Linked DNA regions of Danio rerio: region 2 is linked to region 1. Evidence: chromatin contacts called from public Micro-C data. All regions are on one chromosome and are shown on one strand. The core of a region is the stretch at or near the end of the contact, and the rest is flanking DNA. Distances in the headings are between cores, read along the strand shown. Region 1 holds the start of si:ch211-18i17.2. Region 2 holds the start of retreg3 (reticulophagy regulator family member 3).

Region 1 (3,784 bases), core at 638-3,137:
CTTTGTGCATGGAAGCAGTTTTGAGTGTTTGAATCTTTAGTACCTGCAGACGATTAAAGTTTGACCATGTTGAATTGTATTTTTTATAATTTTTGCTCTGATGTTTGTGTGTGCTTGTAAACTTTTAACAATAGCCTTCACACTTGATTCCTGTTGCTAATATTCAATTAAATTCAATTTATGTTTAATTATGTCAATGTAGCTTGTGTCAACGCAGCTTAACATAGAAGTTCTAGTAAATTAAAACTGTGTCAGTCCAGTTTTCAGAGTCGAAGTTGAGTTTAGTTCAGGTCAGTGTGGTTTTATTTTCACCAAACACTGAAGAGCAAATCCACCGATGTGCAGCTCCAAAAGATCCCAAACAAGGCAAGCCAGTAGTGACAGTGGCGAGAAACAAAACTTCACCAATTGACGAAAGTAAAGGAAAAAAACCTTGAGAGAACCAAGCTCAATTGGGCACGACCATTTCTCCTCTGGCCAAACTTCTTGTGTAGAGCTGCATTCTGGGTTCCAAAGGCTAGAGAACGCTGGACGTCCATCGTGGAGAAGCTGCAGGTGTGAGCAGGTCACCGGCGGGTGTTCAGGCTGGCCCACAGAATCAATGCGAAAACTTGTCTGTCGCTGAGTCTTTCAGGAATAAGTCTCATGCTCTCCGCTCCTACGTGACTGCCACAGCATCTGCTCAGGATATGGCCTGGTCCAGGATTATGGATACCTTAGCATCATTTCTCCAAAGGTCTTGGATTACATCACCATAAGTACTATAATAAAGTTGTACATCAAATGGACCAAGCTCAAATAAGGCTGATACTGAGAAGACTAGTTTGCTAGTCTGTCTAGAGGCCTGGTTTAGGAGAGGTTTTGCCTACTTTTTAAGCCAGTCTATTTCATAGATGAGTTGCCTGAGACCATCTTAAACAGAAAACCTTTTTATGAACCAACATACCACTCATGGTTTAATGATAATCCTTCAGCTACTAGAGTCTGCAGAATGATTCATTTGATTAACGTCAACTCATCTGACCAGCTATTTCCTGGAAGATATTGGTACAATAAAACTAAACAAAATCAAATGATGTTTGATTGCTGTCCATGCGGAGCCATTTGCTTTCCAAGCCTTAATGAATGACAGAAAAAAAAGAGTTGAAAACAGACATTGCACAAGACAATAAAGAGGAAAGGGGGATCATCAGACCTTTTGGATGTCACACACACACACAAAAAGTCTTTCTGGTGCTCTTTCCCTCTTGATCTGTCTGTCTCCCTCTCTTCAGAGCCTCTCGTGACAGGAGTTTCCTGGAATAAAGGAGTCCATCTGCTTTCCATTCAGCCACATAATGCGTTTCAGGAGACTACATTACCCCCCAACACACACGCACACACACAACACAACACAGAGTGCTCATTCACCCCTTTACCCAGAACTTCACACTTACTTGTTAATGCAACTGCACAGTGTCCACGTCACAGCACTATCCAAATAACAGAAGCCAAATTTCCCATTACAAAACAGAAGGCCCATTTTTTTTTTTTGGTGATGACACCACAGTTTGGACAGATTGGGATCAAACCTAAACAACTGAAATGTGTTGTAATTACAAATTAAGCAGCTCTGATAGGCTGTGTCTTGTTTATAGGTTCAAACTGGGGATTTTGGCGTTTGTTTTGCTTTACGATTTGAGACAATTACTTCTGATCCACATCGCAGATTTGTTTCCATTTCCTGAAATGCCTACTTCTCATGTGCAGCGATCCAGACACAGTGGGCGGGGATTATTCTGGGCGTGTGCGCCATGAGCCAATCGGTTTCCGCGGTCGAACGCATGGGGTGACTCGCCCCGCCCCTCCACTCACGCTACTGAAAGAGTCTGCATGCTCATGTCCCGCAGAATCAGAAACGCAACAGAAGCCGATAAGACGCGTTTGTTTTATCAGCTCCCCGTTTGAAGGCACCCGTGGGATGAAACTATTTTATCAGCACTTTTTTGAAGTCGGAGACGTATAAGGAGATAACCCGCGATATTTGTCAGCCGAAATTGAGGAGTTTGTTTTTCATGGATCAGCCCGTTTCATGCGACTAGACATCCTCCATCTGTCCGATCTGCACGACAGCTCCGGGACGGCGGTGGACATCACTGGACGTTTACGGATAAAGACTGGACGACACGCTGTGATTTGAATGCCTTTGCCGGGACTTTGCTGGCTTGTGTGCTGCAGACAAGGCTTCAGTTTGCTGGCTCGGGATCATGGGGAGAAAGAAGAGGAAGAGTCTTTCGAGTTACGCAATCAGGACGAACACACACACACGGGACGGGTATGTAACGTTAGACAAAACTAAAACTGAGGAGCATAACCTAGTCTACTAACCACCTGGGCTCATGTTATGGTCCATTTATGGAGTTGAAACTAAGTGATTTGTTTTGTTGATGCTTGTGTTTATCTTTTTAAATTCTCAGTTAACTTGAGTCTTACCTGTTAGTAATGATCCCAAAAGTATTGATCATTCTTTGAGGATGTGTGGTCTCAGGTATTCACTTCAAACTAGCATATGTTGCTAGTAGTTGCTGATACATACTCCATTCACCTGGTCTTACATGTATGTGGCTCTGATTTACTAATAATTAGTTACTAGGCACTTCCTATTCATGAAACAATAGTCTCTATCATCAGTGTCAGTAGCCAACAAAATTTTACTCTGTGAAACACAAAAAGTTAAGGTAACTCAAACCATTTGAGGAAACCGATTACAACAAACCATTTAAGTTTAAAAACGAATCTAAATGAGTAGTGTGAACTTAATCCATTTGAGTAAACGAAGCAGTAAAACCCAATAAATGAAGAGAACTCAAACCAACTGAGTACTGTAAAACCCAATGAGTTAAGGCAAGTCAAACCGTTTGAGCAAACCGATTGAAACAAACCATTTAAGTTCAAAAATCCTAATGAGTACTGTGAACTTACTCCATTTAAGTTGAATTAATAAGGTATTTAATTAACTCGTTACTAGGTATGGGACGATAACTGGTTTCAAGGTATACTGCAGTTTGGAAAAGTCAATGTTTTAAAACTGACAAAATGTTATTTTATACTGTTCCTAAGGTATGTGTAAAATTAGATGTTTTGTTGTTTTTACATCTTTTACACAACAATTTTATTTAGTTTTTTAGGGCAACAGTACCTCCAACAGAAAAGGAACATCCACATCAAGCTATTGGTCCAAATGTTCTTAAAATACAATTGAACACAATACAATTTTGTTTTCAATGGGGCAAAAGTTTTTTTTTTTCTTTCCCCCAGACATTTTAAAAGAATCTATTTTGGAGCAGTAATCACAATACCGTGAAACCGTAATATTTTTTTTCTAAGTTTATCATACCATCAGAATCTTTTACCGGCCCATGCCTACTCCTTACCTTCAACACTGAGTTCAAAGCTCTTTTCAAATGAGTAGAATTAACTTTCAGTAAATTTTGAGTTAACTACAGTCATTTCATTGATAAAGTTGATTGTTGGGTTTTACAGTGTAGTTCTTCTTCATACAATTCTCATTTCCACAATTGTTGTTTTATGTGTTATATGTATGTTATGATCAGTGTATCGTGTGGTTTTATTCAGCTCTAATACAAGAAATGATTAGCATTAAGAGAATCAGGGCCTGCAGTATGTAAAGAGTTGGGTGAAGGTAAAGTAATTTATGTTTGGATATTCAGACATTTTTCTTAATATTACAATTTCAGAACAGTGTGCTTTGCAAATTCTAAATAGGGAAATCAAAATAGCAGCA
Region 2 (3,784 bases), core at 641-3,140, 110 kb after region 1:
AATTATTTAGGTCACTGAATAAAATGTAGTCCTAAAGCAGTAGGCTTGGTATGATGCGATTATGGTAGATAATTGGCATTCTGTATTTGAGTACCTGATAGAAGAAGACATCTTTCCGGTCAGTGCCTTCAGTGGCAAACTCCTCTACGATGCCCTCTGGACTGATGCCATGCTCAGCACACAACTGCTTCCAAAACTCAAAACCAACTGCAGAGAAAGACAATGAGGACTACATTTATTCAAGTACTCTATTGCATGATGTTTAAAAAACACTTCTCAAAGACAAAGCTACTGGGAAATGCTATATGTAACGTTGTTGAATAATAGCAACATAACGGCTGTTACTGTTTACAGCTTCTATGATGGATGTAGTCCGTCTCCACCTATAAATAAATACAACTCTATTCCCGCTTTCTAAAACGGCCAATGTGACTAAATTGACTAATGTTAATTAACGTTACTACAAAGCAAGCATAACGTTAACTTACCACGTTTAGTTTTATTGATTAGGAAACACAAACAAAGAACAGACAGTAGTGTTAAATGGAAAATAATGAAAGTACTTGGCTTCCTGCAGCTGAAAAAATACTGTAAACAATCAAACCATCTTCTGATCTTATTTACGTTGCTTATTTATGGTGTCGTTTTAAAGCTGTGCAGTGTGATAACGTTAGCTGGATAACGTTAGCTAGCTAACGTACACTGTTTATGTAAAGATGGCTCTTGTTGGCAAACAAAGCCTAATAAAGGAAAATGGCTCACTCTGGTTCCCGCACTGTCCGAGCTGCAGGGTGATGATTTCTCGAGGCATCCCGTCCTGCTGTTATTTCAGCTGTACGATCAGTAAATGTGAGAGACGTTCTGCTGTCAGTCAACCACTATGCGTGTTCCCGCTCCAACAGCAACGGCCTATCGGACGCCCACTGCGCATGCGCAAACTCCGGCAACTTTACAAATTTAAAGCCACTCTGTAATCTAACTAGATCAATCTTTGTAAGGATGGAACAAAATACGTTTTTATGGAAAACAGCAAATATGTAAAAGAAAAAAGACATAAACGTAGAGGGCACTACCGACGTATTTCAAGACGTATGTATGCGTTTATATTGAACAACATCAAAGCTGCGCGTCAGTTACGCAGAATTTTGCAAGCATAGAATTTCTGGTCAGGTTTAAAATGCAGTTTATTTATAACATTTCTCCGGGCAACTTTTTTTTTAACCTCCTAAGATACTTACAATGGGGATATACATATAATTATTATTTTTATTTATATATTTAAATAACTATAAATTTTGTAAATTGTAAAGAAATTATTAAACTTTTTTGTAAGAATTTAAAAGGAATGTGTCTTTTTCTCTATCTATGTAGTAATATAAGACGCATAAGCAGTTTTATTAAATTAAAATATGTATTTTAGATCTTATTCTTAGTTACTGTCTTATAAATGAGATTGTAAACTGCATTCTGTACTATGAAAAAAAATAGTCCTAAAACTTTTAGAATTATAGTTTTTTACTGCAACTGAAATTAAATCTCTCCTGAAGAATGAATGTTGACTTTTAAAATAAAAAAATATTTATATATTCCTTTTTAAAATACATAAAATATTTATCTAATTCGCCTATCCCCCAATTTACAAGCATACACAGTCTAGTAATATCCATCTACGATACATCTGTTTTATTTATTATAAAAACTAACATCAAACTGTAATGCATAAACAAGTTTAATAAGCGAATAAAGCATGGAAGGAGATAATCTGTAAGTGTTGTCTGAACGATATGTGAAGTAAGAGCCTTTACTTCAGTGGTGGGTGTTGGTTGTTGTTTAGCAGCTCTGCCTGTAATCCTGGTCTGCCATTGGCCAGATCAAGCCCGTCCTCCCGTCAGTCTTCGCTGTTGCTCCCGCGACAAAACAACGACTGGATATGACCATAGATATGACAGCAGCACGGTGACAACATTAAATTCGAGCCGAGCTGATACTTAAACGTATTAATTCAACACATTCGTGCCCAATAATGGGTTTTAACTCTCAGTCACTCCGTGTCAACAACGGCAGCCTCTTGAACGCACGAGGTCTGCCCACTGCTGCTCTGCCCTGAGCGGCTTCAGGCTAATCGGCTAGCTCGCTAACCAAACCGTTTCTTTAGCACGAGGGTTGTTTTTAGCGTTACATTATTGTACACTTTGTTGGTTTATCTACAGACACTTTTTTTAGAGACACGTTGAGTATGGCGGGTGGGGCAGAAGAAGCGACAGAAGCGAGCGGTTGTGCAGGGAGGCTGCGCTCCAGCGGCGGCCTCCGGAGCGGTTCGTGCTCCGGTGGGACATCCGAGCAGCTCCGCGCGGTCAAAACAACGCTGCTGGAGCGGTTGGGGCCACACGAGCGCCTGCTCACCTATTTGCAGTCCGTTTTGTTGTGGGAGAGACCCTTTCACAGCGTCCTACTGTACACGGCTGCCAACGTCACGTTCTGGTGAGTGGATGAGCTTTATCTGCATGGATTTATCTGACGTTATCTCGGGCTCTGTTTACAACCCAGTGCATACAGTTGAAGCGTTTACATTATTAATGGGCTTTTTGAGGATCTTGTATAGTTCTTTCTTGTTTTCGATGGATGTATATACGTGTCTGGTTGTTCCAGACTTCTGCCCCTTTTCTTTTAAGATAAGAAACAGATGATGGTCAGGCTAGGAGACTATATTTAGACAGAGCTCTGGCTGTGTTGGTGGTGGTGCTACTGTAAACATAATGCTGTCCGTGCAACAGTTTGTTATTTTGAGTTTAGGTTTAACATTCAAGTTCAACTATTAAGCTAAACTTTGAGTTTGATGCAATGATTTTACTAATTCATGTCAAGCTAGGATATGTTTACAAGAATTTTCTGAGAACAATCTGTTGAATTGTTTGTGTACTCTATATGTTGTTGAATAGCCTGTATTCCCCTTCCTACTGTCAGTATAGGCAGGAGATCACTATGACAGAGATTGTGCAGATCTCCACACTTAATTGTGGTATTCATTCATTTTCTTTTCTGCTTAGTCCCTTTATTAATATGGGGTCGCCCCAATGGAATGAACCCCCAACTTATCCAGCATATGTTATATGCAGCAGATGCCCTTCCAGCTGGAACCCAACACTGGGAAACACACACACACTCTTGCACATACTCAGTATAAGGTTCTGAAGGTATGATAACCTTGGATAAAAATATCACAGTTATGCGGTTTTGTGATTACTGCTCTATAATATATTCTTTTTAAATTTCTGGGTAAAAAAACAAAAACTCTTTTCCCTTTAAACAATAAATTTTAAGAGACATTTATGATATTTTGGAGTAGTAAATATGTCAGGTTAAATAGTTCAAATACATTTAACTTCTGTTGTCTTAATTAGTTTCAAAAACAGATTTTTTTTCAACAATTTAAAACAGCATCTTTGAATATATTTTCTGCTGGAGATAATGTTTTCTTAAAAAACAAAACAAAAAAAAAGTAATAAAAAATCGTACACGTACCTTAGAAACAACATTGCAGAAAATTTTGATGGTTTTAAAACCTTGTCTTTTCCAAACTGCGGTGTACCTTGAAAATGGTTATCGTCCCATACCTAATATTGGCATACACTAAGGCTAGTTTAGCTTAATTAGTTCAAATTGTGTTATTCAAATTACATATTTAATTGTTGATATAATTGAATGTACATGATTTACTATAAAAACTATAGTTATTTAATGTTATGAATGAGTATTACTAATTAAAACTAATGGGTGTTTGATA

The links. A called contact is a pair of places that touch in the nucleus more often than the background predicts.
Region 2: a contact with region 1 is called in a Micro-C map of caudal fin, with 2.0 times the contacts expected there. The contact joins the promoter of retreg3 here to the promoter of si:ch211-18i17.2 in region 1. A contact is called at or near these places in 2 of 18 Hi-C or Micro-C datasets (caudal fin and hematopoietic stem cells) and 1 of 4 datasets of contacts at active chromatin or transcription factors (caudal fin).

Annotation. Positions count from the first base shown.
Region 1 is chr3:35,836,860-35,840,643 of GRCz12tu, forward strand. si:ch211-18i17.2 reads left to right here and starts at 1,888. Exons shown (of 13, transcript XM_694923.10): 1 at 1,888-2,314. The coding sequence starts at 2,180. It overlaps LOC141381244 (a long non-coding RNA gene), which reads right to left and starts at 1,725. Exons shown (of 3, transcript XR_012401116.1): 1 at 1,437-1,725; 2 at 1,196-1,296; 3 at 1-1,117.
Region 2 is chr3:35,948,524-35,952,307 of GRCz12tu, forward strand. It overlaps retreg3 (reticulophagy regulator family member 3), which reads left to right and starts at 1,891. Exons shown (of 9, transcript XM_689279.10): 1 at 1,891-2,481. The coding sequence starts at 2,237. It overlaps tubg1 (tubulin, gamma 1), which reads right to left and starts at 929. Exons shown (of 11, transcript NM_200908.2): 1 at 763-929; 2 at 95-207. The coding sequence starts at 811.